2 separate regions of the Mus musculus genome follow, and region 2 is linked to region 1. Evidence: chromatin contacts called from public promoter capture Hi-C data. All regions are on one chromosome and are shown on one strand. The core of a region is the stretch at or near the end of the contact, and the rest is flanking DNA. Distances in the headings are between cores, read along the strand shown. Region 1 holds the start of Phf23 (PHD finger protein 23). Region 2 holds the start of Dhx33 (DEAH (Asp-Glu-Ala-His) box polypeptide 33).

Region 1 (6,954 bases), core at 3,279-5,778:
CAACGGCCACCTTCAGCGTAGAAACACGTCTCATGAAATCCTAGACTTGTAATTGTCTGCCTTTCCCCAACGTAATTTCCGAGAACTGCAGAACTAAATCTCATGACTGCCACTGGGTACCAGTTTCGTCCTCAACTTTGTACTGTGGGAAAGGGTTTTTCAGTTCACTCGAAACAACAGCAACCTTATCTGCGATGTCATATGTGTAACCCACAAGTTGATTCCAAAGCAGTTACGCTGAAGGCGTAAGAGGACCAGGCTACGGGTTGCGCTAGCAAGCTGAGCTAGTGGCGTATGTTAGCAGGCGGGGCCGGTCCGATGGTCGGGGGCGGGGTTGATGAATAGGGAAGTGGCGCAAATTCGTGGATCGCTCCGCCAAGTCTGTTCGTCGAAGCCGCCTCCGCCGCCGCCCCCTGTCCCGGCCCCCCCCCTGGGTTCCCTCAGCCCAGCTCGGTCCAGCCCGGTTCTCGGGAGAATGAAGTTCGTGTACAAAGAGGAGCATCCGTTCGAGAAGCGCCGCTCTGAGGGCGAGAAAATCCGAAAGAAATACCCAGACCGGGTCCCGGTAAGGACAGTAGCCAGGGCCCAGGCTAGCGTCGCTGACGCTGTCGCCACAGGCTATGCTTGAGTCTGGGAAAGCTGAAGTCAGGCTCTGTCTGTCGTGGGGTTAGAACTCTGTTGTCTCTGGTACCAGAGGTCTCTCACCTGAAGTAGAGCTGGGGACTAAGATGTGGACGGGAGAGAGAGATCAGGGTATTTCTCAGAATAGAGGCCTTAGTGAGCTTGACAACCCAGAGTTTCCATGGCCATCCTCCCAACTAGCTAGATTTAATGTAGATTTTTGACCCAAACAAGTCATCCTGTATTCTCTGGTGAAAATAGTTATTGTGATGCGCCGTTCTAGGATCAGTTCTCAATATTTAGGTAAGAGTGAGGCCAGGAGCTTTGGACCTAATGCTGTGTGCACCACGTATATAAGGATAACTAGAGAAATGAGATTCCAGTAGGTTTCAGTAAAAGGGAATATTGTATGTTGAGTTCTTCATCGATATAGCAGCATATATATGTGTATGTATGTATATATATATATATATATATTCATTTTTCTCATTCTTACCTTTTATCAGGTGATAGTGGAAAAAGCCCCCAAAGCTCGGATAGGAGACCTGGACAAAAAGAAATACCTGGTGCCTTCTGATCTTACAGGTGAGGGCTTGACCTGTGGTGCACGTTTCTTTCTGTGGGTGGGCCTGCCAACTCTGTGGGAGGAGGCTTCACCTGGCAGCTGTTCTCTGGAGGCGCCTACGACCTCTGTGACTTGCTTGCATCTCCTGTTTTTGGCAGTTGGTCAATTCTACTTCTTGATCCGGAAGCGAATTCATCTCCGTGCTGAAGATGCCTTGTTTTTCTTTGTCAACAATGTCATTCCACCCACCAGTGCCACGATGGGTCAGCTGTACCAGGTACAGTACCTTGGAAGGAACGGTAGTGTTTGGAGAGGAAAGTAAAGGCCAGCGGTCGCTGCTGGCTAACTTTAAAATGTCAGTACAGCCCTGCCGTGGGATCTTACTAGCGCTGAGAATAGGGAGGAGTATGAACTGGTGGAGTTGTTCTGACTGGGACTTACTACCTAAGTGAGTCTCTCCAAGAGTCCCAGATGTCAAAGAATAGATTGCGTTTGAGGAGTGGTGGTTGTTGTTGTTACTTTCTGTTCGTTTTCTTTAGGAGACAGGGCTTCTCTGTATAATCCTGGCTGTCCTGGAATCCCCTCTGTAGACCAGGTTGGCCTCTAAACTCCCAGAGACCCACTTGTTTCTGCCTCCCTAGGGCTGGGCTTAACAAAAGGTGTGCGCCACCACTGCCCTAAACTTGACACACAGACCAGGCTGACCTCAGACTCAGAGAGCTTCCTGCTTATGCCTCTTGAGTGCTGGTGTTAGAGTTGTTATAAGTCCTCATCCTGAATGGTGACACATACCTTTGATCCTTTAAATCCAAAGCACAGCTGTTTCTGCACACAGTTTTAATCCGATCATCCAGGAGTCAGAGGCTGGTGGGTCTCTTTTGAGTTTGAGTCTATCCTGATTAGTCAGAGATACTTAGTAGTGAGACCCTGTCTCAAAAAAAAAAATAATAAATAAATAAATAAAAATAAAAATAAAACAATCAAAAATAAAAATCCCCAAATTAAAAACCCTCAAAACCACTGAACGTGGGGCATGATCATGCACAGCTTCAGTCCCAGCACTGTGGAAGCAGAGGAAGGTAGAGGCCGAGGCAGCAGTATCAAGTTGGAAGTTGTTGACTACATAGTATAGTGAGTTTGAGGTCAGCCTCTTTTTTTTTTGTTTGTTTTTTGTTTTTTTGAGACAGGGTTTCTTTGTATAGCCCTGGCTGTCCTAGAACTCACTTTGTAGACCAGGCTGGCCTTGAACTCAGAAATCCGTCTGCCTCTGCCTCCCGAGTGCTGGGATTAAAGGCGTGTGCCACCACACCGGGCAGTGAGGTCAGCCTTTTTCTTTCTTTCTTTCTTTCTTTCTTTCTTTCTTTCTTTCTTTCTTTCTTTCTTTCTTTCTTTTTTTTTTTTTTTTTTTCAGAGACAGGGTTTCTCTGTAAAGCCCTGGCTGTCCTGGAACTCACTTTGTAGACCAGGCTGGCCTCGAACTCAGAAATCCACCTGCCTCTGCCTCCCAAGTGCTGGGATTAAAGGCTTGCGCTTCCAAGCCCAGCTTGTTTTTGTTTTTGTTTTTGTTTGTTTTGTTTTGTTTTGTTTTGTTTTGTTTTTTGAGACATAGTCTTTCTGTGTAGCCCTGGCTGTTCTGGAGCTCACTCTGTAGACCAGGCTGGTTTCTAACTCACAGAGTTCTGCCTGCCTCTGCCTCCAGAGCATTGGGATTGAAGGTGTGCACCACTACCACCCAGTCCAAGTCAGCCTTTCCTATAGGAGAGAGATAAAATAGGAATGATTGCTTTTCTTTTATTCCTTCTGTACTAGGGACCACGTTTAGTGCCTACTGTTGCTTACAGATGATCTGTATCTTCAAATCTATTTTGAGTCCGGTTCTTAAGTTGCCTTGGTAGCCTTTACCTTTCGGCCCTTTCCTGCATCTGAAATTACCAGGCAATGCTTAAAGTGGTTCTTGAGGAATTGAGGTATTGGTGGTGAATGGTTGAGTAACGAGTTCCCTTAACCTCCCCCCCCCCTTTTGCATTTACTTCAGGAACACCATGAAGAAGACTTCTTTCTATACATTGCCTACAGTGATGAAAGCGTCTATGGTCTGTGAAGCTGCTGTACCTGAGGTGGGGGGTTCCATTCTACGAAGAGAGGTGGCGCTCCTTCCTTGACATCCAGTTCCTCCTTCAGGCTCAAACACCACCTCCTTTCTTCAGGACCTGCACTTAATGTTTGAGGCTGTCTCTCCAGTCCCTCTCAGCAGGAGGGGTAATGGTAGATACAGCCTCCATACATCTCTTTCTCCCCTTGTTTACCCTCCATTCCCACTCTGATTTAGACTTCTTGATTGTCGATCTCTGTCACATCCGATGATTGTTTTGGTTTCTATTCCCTTTCTAACTGCCCATCGGGCTCAGAACCCCAATAATCCCTTCCTTTCACTATCTTCTTTTTGGGGGGTAGGTGGAAGGGATTGACATTGGATGGGGGAGGTAGGAGGCACATCAATAAAAAGGAAACCACCGAGCTGAATTGAATTTGCCCTGTGTCATTCCACCTCCTGGTTTTTTGTTTCAAGTATCGTGAACTTCAGTAGTGGGAAAGGGGAAGGATTGAGGTATAGATCAGTGAAATAGAAACGCGTTGTTGATGTTGGTAATTTCCTGTTTTTTAGTGAGTGGAATAATGTGAACATTATCTCATGAAAGTTCCATTTTATTTATGTGTGTATTGGGGTGTGATGTAAACAGAGAGGTGGTGGTTGCTAGTGTGGGGAGGTATGGAGAAAGTTTGAAAGTACCATTTTTAAGTAAGAATATCCAGATGTTACTTTACATTAAAGAAGATATGTTCATGTTTGGGAGGTGGTAAAAGGACTGTCTATTACTGCTGCCACTGGCAGAGGTTGTGCCAGGGTATGGGAGTCTGTAAAGTAGAATTTGAGAGAGGGCAAATACTAGAAGGTGCCATTATTACTAGGAGAACTTCATCTCCCAGCATCCATTTCTTCTTTTGGCCGGAAGTGGGGCGGTACCCTGAGGGGGTAAAAAGAAGGTACAAAGTGAGGCAGTATGGTGGCCGAGAGTTATAATCCCTTCTTCGTCTACTTTCTTGGTCCCGCCCAGCCTACACTTCCCGGGAGTCAATGTGCACTCTTCCGCTCTTCTTCCCGCTCCCCGTTGCGTATCTCCCCGCCACTCCCCTGGTGGTGGGGGGAAGTTGTTTATTGCGCCTGCGCCAATCCGTGGCTTCCTGGGAACTGAAGTTCCGGAGGATCTTGCATACCCCTTTCCGCTGCCCCTGCACAGACTACAAATCCCTTGGTGCACTGCGCGATAGTGCCGGCGGGGAGGGGCAGAAGGGAGGGAGGAGAGAGGAGGAGGAGGAGGAGGGAGCAGGCGGCCGGCGGTGCGGGGGGAGGGGGCCCGGTCCGGGAGTGCGGGAGGCAGTGGTGGAGGGAGGTGGCGGTAGCGGAGTGGAGTCTCAACCGCGCCAAGCGGACACTTCGGTGGAGCGAGGCGGTAGAAACACGGAGCACTCAAGGCAGCACCGGGAATCCCGGCTTCGAGGAGGGGGTCGCCGGACCGGGTGGAGGGGAGGGGGCGATGCTGGAAGCCATGGCGGAGCCCAGTCCCGAAGGTAAGCACTCCATAGGCACAGAGGACAGGGAGCGGGGTGAGGATTCAATGGGCAAAGTTGGAGGTCGAGCCCCGGCACCCAACGGAGGAGTGCGGGAAAGGGGGTCGGGGCCCTGGCTCTTGAGGTGGAAGGGCGATGAGTTGAGATAGCTTGGAGAAAGAGGAGCGGGAGACTGGGTCGGGATAGTTAGACATCAGGTACAGCGTGGAGAGTGGCGGTGCGGGGTCTGAGCGCCCGAGACCCAGCTTCGGGAACTAAGGGCTGAAAAGGCCTCGGACTGCTTGGAGCTCTGAGACAGAGAGGCTGGGGGAAGCTGCTTGCCCTCCGTAGAGTTGAGGGAGCACGAAGAGGATTGAGTGAGGGGCCCGGTAGTTGGCCGAGGTGGGGGAGTTGGTGGCGGTGGCGCTTGAGCACCTCGTAGTTGCCGCCAGAGCTAGCTTGGTGATTGTTAGAGGGGTGGGCAGGTAGTTGTGGAGTGGGGAGAGGGTCTGGGTATTGTCTCCGGTAGAGAGCCCGATACCGAGGGGCAGCTGTGGGGCCGGAGAACTGGGAAGCGAGGCGAGCCCGGTACTTGTAGGGGCGGCGGGGCGAGGTGTGTGTGTGTGGGGGTTAAGACCGGCAACTTGCGCGGGTGGGGGGTTGGTCGGCCGGGGCAAGAGCTTCCGAGTTGTGGAGTGTGTATTGGGGGTAGCGGCGTCGTCAGGGGGCCTTCTGTGGAGCGGCTGGAGGGTGACCGGGGGCTAGAGTTTATGGGTCCGTAGCCTAAGGGACTCGCTGAGTCCGGGGGCGGGAGGGGGGCGGCCGGAGAAGCTCGGAACTGGGCCCGGGGGCCCGGCGGGGAGCCCGAAGAGCTCGAGACGGGGAGGGAGGGGCTAAAGCCCCGGATGGGGGCGGAGGGACAGCGAAATTGTGGGGAGCGCGGCCGCGGGGTGGGGTGGGGGTCTGGCTCCGGGCTGCAGCTCTTCGCCCGTCCCGGACGCGAAGTAGCGTTGGGGAGTGTGAGCCTGTGTGTGTTTGGGGTGGGGGTGAGGGGCGCGCCCGGCCTCGTGTTCGAGTCGAAGGGGCCCGGAGGGCGGGGAGCAGTTCAGCGTGGTCATCCTGGACCCTGGGGGCGGGCAGGCGGCTTGTGCGGTCTCGGAGGGCCCAGGGCAGTGGAGCGCGGCCGGCTGGGAACTCTGGGCTCCGGGCGCGTGTGAAGGACGGGGGCGGGCGGTGGCCTGGTCTCGCCCCGGGAGCGGTATGGCGGGGTGGGGCGCCAAGAGAGCCGAGTTGACTGGAGAGGCTGGGAGGGGGCGGGGCGCCGGGCCTCGGGGTGGGGGAAGGGGAGCGCTATAGCGAGGCCGGGGAGGGCGCCGCGCCCAGGCTCCGCCCCTTGGGGCGGAAGGGGGAGCAGGGGCGGGTCCGGCACAGCTGGGGGCTGTGGCTGGCTGGGCTAGGCGACCTCACGGTGGATGGGATTAGGTCGGGAACTCCGAGGTTTAGAGGTAGGATTTTACACGGACTCTTTTCTAGTGCCTTGACTCAGCTTTTATTGATTTCACAGATCCGCCTCCGACTCTTAAACCAGAGACTCAGGTGAGCTGTCCCATACCAGAACACTGAGTGACAATTTAGGGGGCTGTGTTTTGGGGAAGGGCTCCTTTAACATTCGTGCCTGGCTTCCATACGATCGTGTTTTGTCTTTCCATTTAGCCACCGGAGAAAAGGCGGAGAACCATTGAGGATTTTAACAAATTCTGCAGTTTTGTCTTGGCCTATGCTGGTTACATCCCCCCTAGCAAAGAGGTAAGGAACAGAAAAGTAGCTGAGGTGAGGCAGAGTGAATTACTTTATAGGAAGAGCCTACTGTAATATGCAAGACTAAGAAAACCGGAAGCCCTTAGGGCTATGGTGGGAGAGCTGGTTTGGAGGGATGGAATAACGGCAATGAACGGCAGAAACAAAAATTTGGAGTGTTGCTCAAGACTTTTTAATGGTTTTGAGTGGCTGTTAACAGAAAAGTGTTTCCAGGTAAGCTGTAGGGAGATGAGTGTCCTAGCAAACGAGATACTGAAAACAGTGCTGGAAGTAACAGCTGTGGCTTCTGTGTTCTAAAGGTCCCCTGAGGACTGTGAGGAAGGTAGGTTATAGAGTACACA
Region 2 (7,345 bases), core at 2,230-4,729, 1.0 Mb after region 1:
TCCAGAAGATTGAATCTCCGAGTTTAAGGAACACACCTTTAATCTGGGCTACACCTTCTGCTGGAGACAATATAAGGACATTGGAAGAAGGGAGTCTAGCTCTTGCTCTTGCTCCTTCGCCTGCTTGCTGCATGAGACCGAGTAACTGCTAGATCCTTGGACTTCCATTCACAGCTGCGACTGAACCATTGTTGGGAATTGGGCTGCCGACTGTAAGTCATCAATAAATTCCTTTACTATCTAGAGACTGTCCATAAGTTCTGTGACTCTAGAGAACCCTGACTAATACATAACCTAAATAGCAGTGGCTATTTATTTACTTAAAAGAAGCAAGCTGCTCAACTAGGTATTGTGGCACACCCTGCAATCGCAGCATGCAGAAGGCTAAGGCAGAAGGACTGAGAACTCAGGGTACCAGGCCAGTTTGTGCTACATACTGAGTCAACATAACGATGTGGGTGGGAGGGGGAGGCAGAGAAAGAACTTGTTCGGAAAAATAAAAGGCTGGAGCACAGTGGGTGCTGGCTACTTAAACAGTACTCATAGCAAGTAACACAATGAGGTACCAGCTTCCCGAGTTCTGTCCTCTTCTCATCTGAGACTCTGGTGGCAAGAGAGATGGCAGCCACTCGACGGGGCTGGGTCACAGCGATGATGCCCTGGCGGCTAATTCCCCCTTCATAGAGGTACTGTGGGATCTGAGTTGTTTTCCCAGAGCCAGTTTCCCCTAGGAGAGAAGAGAAACTCTTATTCAAATGAGACTAAGGGAAACCAACAGCTCACAGTCAGGAAAAACAAAATCTTAAAAGGAAACACTGAGTTGCTAAGCCTCAGGCAAATGGGCACCTGGGAGGTGGCTGGCGAACAGTCACTGTCACTCTTTCCCCGGAGGCCCAATCACATTTCAAACACTTTTAGAATGGGCTGGACATGGTGACAAGTGCGCTTAATCACAGCAGACAGAGATAGGAGGATCTTTTTGAGTTCTAGGTCAGCTTGGTCTACACAGTCAGTTCCAGGACAGCCAGAGCTACATAATAGACAGACTGTCAAACAAACTGTTCATATACTTTGGCTCCAAATTCCACTTGCCGAAATTGAGTCTAAGAAAACAAACATGTTTTAATTTAATTTGCCCCATGATAGCAAAAACAAAATGAAAAACAAAACAAAAACCCCAATCAAAACTGGAAACATGTATAATGGTAGGTAACTGGTGTAGTTACAACAGATGAGATACGACAGTCATATAGCTTGATAAAAACTGATACGACGAGATGTCCATTCATAGACTGCTCGCCCTTTGCTCTGGCTGCTGCTTGCTGCTCTCGTCAAACCTTCTGCCTCTGTATACCCTACTGTGGGTACAATACCTACCTGCCTCACTAACTGGCAAGTTCAAGGATGAGTCAGCCTGCAAGCTCTCACCCTCTGGGCTGTACCAGGGGGCCTCATCTCTAGGATCCTTAGTGCCTGCTTCATCTCTCTCCTAGCACTGATTATTCCAAACAGTACAGAAGTATTTTTTCTTTGTTTGTTTTTCAAGACAGGGTTTCTCTGTATAGTCCTTGCTGTCCTGGAACTCACTCTGTAGACCAGGCTGGCCTCGAACTCAGAAATCCCCCTGCCTCTGCCTCCCAAGTGCTGGGATTAAAGGCGTACACCACCACGCCTGGTTCAAACAGTACAGAAGTACTTAAATGTTTCTGCCCTAATTCCAGAGGGCAGACGCTCTCTTCATAGGCTTAAACACTGCACAGAGCAAGCACTCAATGAAGGCTGTTTCCTGTGTATGTCTGTTGGTACCTCTAAAAGCACCTGATTAGAACAACTCAGGAAACTTGCACACCCTTCTTTGCCATGGCTTATCCTCTTTAACAGGTCCATGAGTCTTACATTTTCTTCCAGCTCCCGGCCTGCTTCTGACCACTCACCTTTCCAGACTTAGCCAAGGCTCTCAGACCAAGAATCTGATTATCCTGCATTTTCCTACTGAACCCTCCACACAACCTCAGACATAGATCAATGCCTCTTGTGCATCTTTCCCACTCCTATTCCAGGGCAACTGACTATTGCTAAAATAGAATATGCCAGCCATACAAACAGAGGGACAAAATTCACCTGGGCATCAGCTTTACAGTCCATCTTGTTCCTGTTTTTGCAGCCTGTCTTCCGTCTCCATCTCCCCAAAAGCCTACTTGAGGCTCTGGAACTTTTGTTTTCCTCAGAACTCTTGGATCTTCTCAAATGTGACTTCAAAAGAGACAGCCTTTCTCCTGTGCCAGGTGGGCTCTCCATAACTCCTGATGCCCGGCACTGCGCCCCCATCTCTGAAATTTCCTAAACTTTGATCCATTAGTTCTATCTATCTTCAGTGTCCTCTCTGCTCAGTTCGCCAAAATCTGTGACTATTTACAAGTGCCTCAGCTTCCCTTGGTTGGCCAAAGCAGAAACCTGTTTCCACTGCCTTCATTCTTTCACCTCCTAATTACTCCTCAGTCCAACGCCAGATCTGTTCTTAAAGTTATTTTGAAAAAATTCTTAGTGGGAGTTGCAATCAATACTACATATCCAACGTGCACTCCCACGCCCCACCATGTCTACATATTGTTATGGAACTTCCCTCCTTAGCACTCTATTCCACTGACTGCCAGTACTCCAGTCTCTTTCTCGCTTATGACATTCCTTCGGGAACTCCTCTATCGTCAATACTGTAGCAAAGCCACTAGAAGTCAGTCCCTGCCTTCGAACACTGCCAAGTTCTTCTCGTACACAAGAAATTGGTTCTCGCCAACTGAATTCTTTCTGGCGCCAGTCTCTCCGTCCTCGCTTAGAATGCCGGTCCCCAGGGACCCGCTCCGCAGCTGCCTCCTCAAAAGCCTTGGTGAGGCCCATCCTGCAAAGCTCTCTGAGAGCCTCCGATATGCTCCCCACGCCTCGTCACGGAAGGCGAATATCCTCAAACTCACAGAGCGCGGTCAGCGCCGGCAGGGTAACTCTGTCCGCCTCTTTCCAGAGGTCCCTGTCCACACCGGGCACTGAAACCCTTTCAAGTTTGTGGAAGAAACCAACGCAAAGAAAGTGAGAAGCCCCTAAGAAACCCCGCCCTCGTGCACAGAGCCAGGGATCTAGAGCAAGGAAGATCCACCAAAGCCGCCACTCACCGATGAGGACCGCGTTGTCCAGGTTTCGGAGCTGAGCCAATAGCTGCCCCCGCGCCCGGAAGATGGGCAGACTCCGGCGCTGCAGCTCCAGGGCCTCGCGGTAGGGACTGGCCGAAGGCTGGGCCAGCGGCGGCGTCTGCCTCCGGCCTCCTCCAGCTCCGCCGCCGCCGCCAGCCGTCAACAGCATCACTACTCGTCTCCCGGGAGGGCAGGAGCCCGGCCGGAATCTCTTAGCGGGCGGGAGGCTCGCCTCCTCCGGCATGTCGGGAGGACCGCGGCCGGAGGCAGGGACGCAGACAGTTCCGCTCGGCTGGGGACAGCAAGCGCGCACCGCCCCTTTCTCGCCACGTGCAGGCGTGCTGGGCGACCACCGATGACCTCACAGCCGCCTCCTGCCTTGAGGAAAGGAACTGCAATTCCCAGCATGCGCTGTGCATTTACATCCTGTGAGAGCAAGGTCGGAGGTGCGACCGAAAAAACGGCCCGAGTAACAACAGGGGACGATAGCTGTGTGGTTCCCTAGGGTCTTGTTGCGTAATGACGTTGTCCTAAACTCTCATTTCTATCCAATAAAAATGACTGTCCCATCTCGGGCTCCAACAATAGTCACGTTTTAAGGCAATTACTTATTTCTGTAAATCTAACGAGGAACACAAACATTTACTCTTCTAAACAATGTACGTTTTAAGGTACCCACTGGTAGCTCCGATTTATAAATGTAGAAAGTGAAATTTTCTGAGACTAAAGTCATTTCGGATGCTGCAAAGAATTTTGAAAATGCTACTAGTGAGTATCTTCAGTTACGGAAAGGTGAATTCTATGATTCTGATATCATGTAATTTCCCCACAAAGTGATAGGCTCAAAAAATACAAGCAGAAATAAAAAAGAAAATGAGTGGAACTAAAATTGCCTTAACTCACCTCCCAGTCATTCCTACTAGATTTTCAATCTTTACACAGCTTTTCAGCCCTATTGTATACACCTTAATCAGTGCGAGTATTCACTACTCCTGCAGAAAACTTGTACATAACCAGTTCTTCCTTCCTGTTCAATTACAAGCTCTTAGATGCTTTGCTAATTCAACACAGAAAGACAGGCACAGAGTGAATGGGTGGTTACCTTTGCTTTTTCATCTTTGGAGGGTGTGGGCGTTTTGTTTGGGAGTATGTTCCTGCACTACTTGCTTGCAATGCTCACATGGAGGTCAGAAGAGGGTGTTGGATTCCCTGGAATTGGAGTTACAGCCAGTTGAGCCTCCATGTGTTTGGAACCCGTAGGGTTCTCAGTGCCCTCGCTGTCCCCGATTGTGTTTCTTTTTTTTTTTTTTTTAAAGATTTATTTATTTATTTATTATATGTAAGTACACTGTAGCTGTCCTCAGACACTCCAGAAGAGGGAGTCAGATCTTATTGGTTGGATGGTTGTGAGCCACCATGTGGTTGCTGGGATTTGAACTTCCAACCTTTGGAAGAGCAGTCGGGTGCTCTTACCCACTGAGCCATCTCACCAGCCCCCGGATTGTGTTTCTTATACAGAATGTGGCGTTCTATAATTCTCAACTCATGTGAAGGCTATCCATCAAATTTGGTATGCAGACCTGTTTTTTTTTTGTTTGTTTTGTAAAAAAAAAAAAAAAAAAAAACCCAGATGTGAATCTGTCTGTTGTGGAATCCGGTATGGCCTGTGGCTTTGGTCCTGTTGAGATGCTTTAAAGCCTTTTAAAGAATATCTGGGTCCCCCGTGAAACTTTACTACACGCAGGTTTACCAGGAAATTTGGGTAGGAATGGGATTAATGACTCTCATCTTTTACTAAGTCAGCCCATTCAAGATGAATCATGTCAGCTAAACTTACACTGTTAGATGAGAACACGGAACATCTCTGTATAGTTATCTAAATAACATTTACAATATGACCTTAATAAATGTATCTAAGAAGCAAAAAAACAAGCAAACAAACACCCCCAAATCCCAGTTATAGTTTTTATTTAGCTTCTGACAGTACACTAGGGGTTACTAAAAAATGTGTGTGTTTAGGATGTACACGAAGAATGTACTGACTTGGGAATGGAGACAGGGCTTGGGGTTAAGAATGCTCACTGTTGAGAGAACTCAAATTTGTTCCCTCACACCCATGCCAGGCAGCTCACCATCTCCTGAAACCCCTGCCCTAGAAGATCCCGTACCTCTAACCTCAAGGTAACCCAAACTTATGTGCACATACCTATATAAAGACACATATAAGTACATGTAATTTTAAATAGTAAAAACAAATCTTACAAAGAATAAGTTGACATGTTTTCCACGCGCCTCCCCCCACCCCCATGTTGATTTAGGAAGGCAAGCAAACCCTTAAAAGAAAAATAACTTATGTCAAGTTATGGGCCTTGAGTAAACAAAATAATAGGTAGCTGCACATTCGAAGCAACCCAACGTGGGAGTATTATAAATTACAGGAGTCCAAATAGGCCATCTGAGTGAGTGAAATCACCTCTTGGTAAGTAAAACACCTCTTTAAAAAAACATACATTGTGTGTGTGTGAGTGAAAGAGAGAAGCGGGGGGAAGGTCAGAGAACAAATCATGGCAGTTGCTTCTCTCCTGCTATGTGGTGGCCTAGGGATTGAAATCTGGTCTTTAGGCTTGGTGGTGTTATTACCTCTGGAGGCATCGGACACCCCCCCCCGCCCCCCCGCAAAGTCCACTTATCTAGAAGCACTCACTAATCATATGCAACAGTTATCATGCAAGCATTTTTTTTTTAAGAACAAGAAAAGAAAAACAAAAATTTTGGTGTTTTTAAAGTATTGGCTCAGAGTTTGTTTGTTTTTTTTTTTTAAGGTGGAGATAAAACCTAACACTTTTGTAAGGAACTCATTCCTGGTAACCCATTTACTCAGCAGTAAAATGATCAGAGTTGGAAACTTAAATCTTTCCCTGCATGTTGCTCACTTGCCCTTCAGTGGCGGTCTGAAATCTGTTGCCCCTCCAAAAAACTCTCTTGTGGCTCAGTGGCTTTCATATTGAGAAGCTCACATACTAAGCATTCAAAAGAATATTCTGATTATTCCTCCAAAAGATGATCTGTCAGACACATTTCACTCTTATCTGAGGTGGCCAAGTCTGTCGAAGTAACTCCCTGGTCCGACCATGACCCTACCAGCTCACGGTCTCCTCCGATTGCAAGGCCACCAAATCATTGCTCCTCAATCAAGGTCAGTTTTGTTCCATCCTGTTTCCAGAAAGAATATTAAACCTTAGCAATCAGGTCCAAGTTTGGATACATACACATCGATTCTTTCATAATTAAAAATACAAGATAATAGTTTGCTGATCAATAAACAAAGTATTTATTCAGCACCCATGTGCCAAGCACAGTGCTAGGCACTGTGGTGGATACAAAAATTAAGACATAGTCCCTGCCCTTAAGGAGCTTACATTCTCATGAGGGGAACAAAACTAACATACATGTAGCAGCTAAGAACAGTACAAGACAATATATGATTTGGTATAGGAATTTTAGCACAGATTTGAAGCTTCATAAGGATTTAAAGAAGACAGTGAAATAGGCCTTAGTTTTAAGAGTTTAGTGTCAAGGTCTTGAAGAAACTTAAATCGACGTTCCTGCAAGGGAGAAGTAGGAGCAAGGTTCAGAGAAAAGACACAAAATATGCATTTGATAAGGGCTAAGACGTGATTGCAGACTTCGGAACAGAGCGGCTGAACGAGACAAGCAAGGTTCAAGAACTTGAATCAAACTCAAAACAGTAAGTAGTTTAGTCATCCCGAGAGGATGGAAGGGCAGGATCTTAGCTAACACAGATAGAACTCACCCGAGAAAGGAAATTATAGCCACAAAATAAACAGTGGCCGAAGGCATGACAATTCTAGGAAGCATGTTATGCCAACATGCCAATAGCTCCAATGTTTCCTAATTCCTCCCAGAGGACTCTAGAGACAGTGTTATGGTTCCATTTCAAGATCCAGGATGTGGACGCTTTGCCTCACGCAAGTACAAAAGAAATATAAAAGACAGGAGGACACAGAGGGACAGAAAAAGAAGTGGAAGAAACAAGTAAAAATTCATAGTGAAAAAAACACACCAAAGTATATAAAATCTATCTCCTATGGAGATGCAATTGGCATGTCCATTCATTTTTAAATGAACATATACTGTATTCC

Evidence for each region. Capture Hi-C pulls out chosen DNA fragments and counts their contacts.
Region 2: a promoter capture Hi-C map of adipose tissue shows a contact between it and region 1. The contact joins the promoter of Dhx33 here to the promoter of Phf23 in region 1. A contact is called at or near these places in 2 of 39 promoter capture datasets (the C10 cell line and pre-B cells) and 3 of 9 other capture datasets (adipose tissue, liver and pancreatic islet).

Annotation. Positions count from the first base shown.
Region 1 is chr11:69,991,238-69,998,191 of GRCm38.p6, forward strand. It overlaps Phf23 (PHD finger protein 23), which reads left to right and starts at 4,529. Exons shown (of 5, transcript NM_030064.4): 1 at 4,529-4,816; 2 at 6,360-6,391; 3 at 6,509-6,601. The coding sequence starts at 4,783. Gabarap (gamma-aminobutyric acid receptor associated protein) reads left to right here and starts at 133. Exons shown (of 4, transcript NM_019749.4): 1 at 133-565; 2 at 1,128-1,206; 3 at 1,345-1,463; 4 at 3,222-3,712. The coding sequence starts at 476. The coding sequence ends at 3,287.
Region 2 is chr11:71,000,953-71,008,297 of GRCm38.p6, forward strand. Dhx33 (DEAH (Asp-Glu-Ala-His) box polypeptide 33) reads right to left here and starts at 3,480. Exons shown (of 12, transcript NM_178367.4): 1 at 3,165-3,480; 2 at 567-727. The coding sequence starts at 3,426. Derl2 (Der1-like domain family, member 2) reads right to left here. Exons shown (of 7, transcript NM_033562.4): 7 at 6,488-7,345.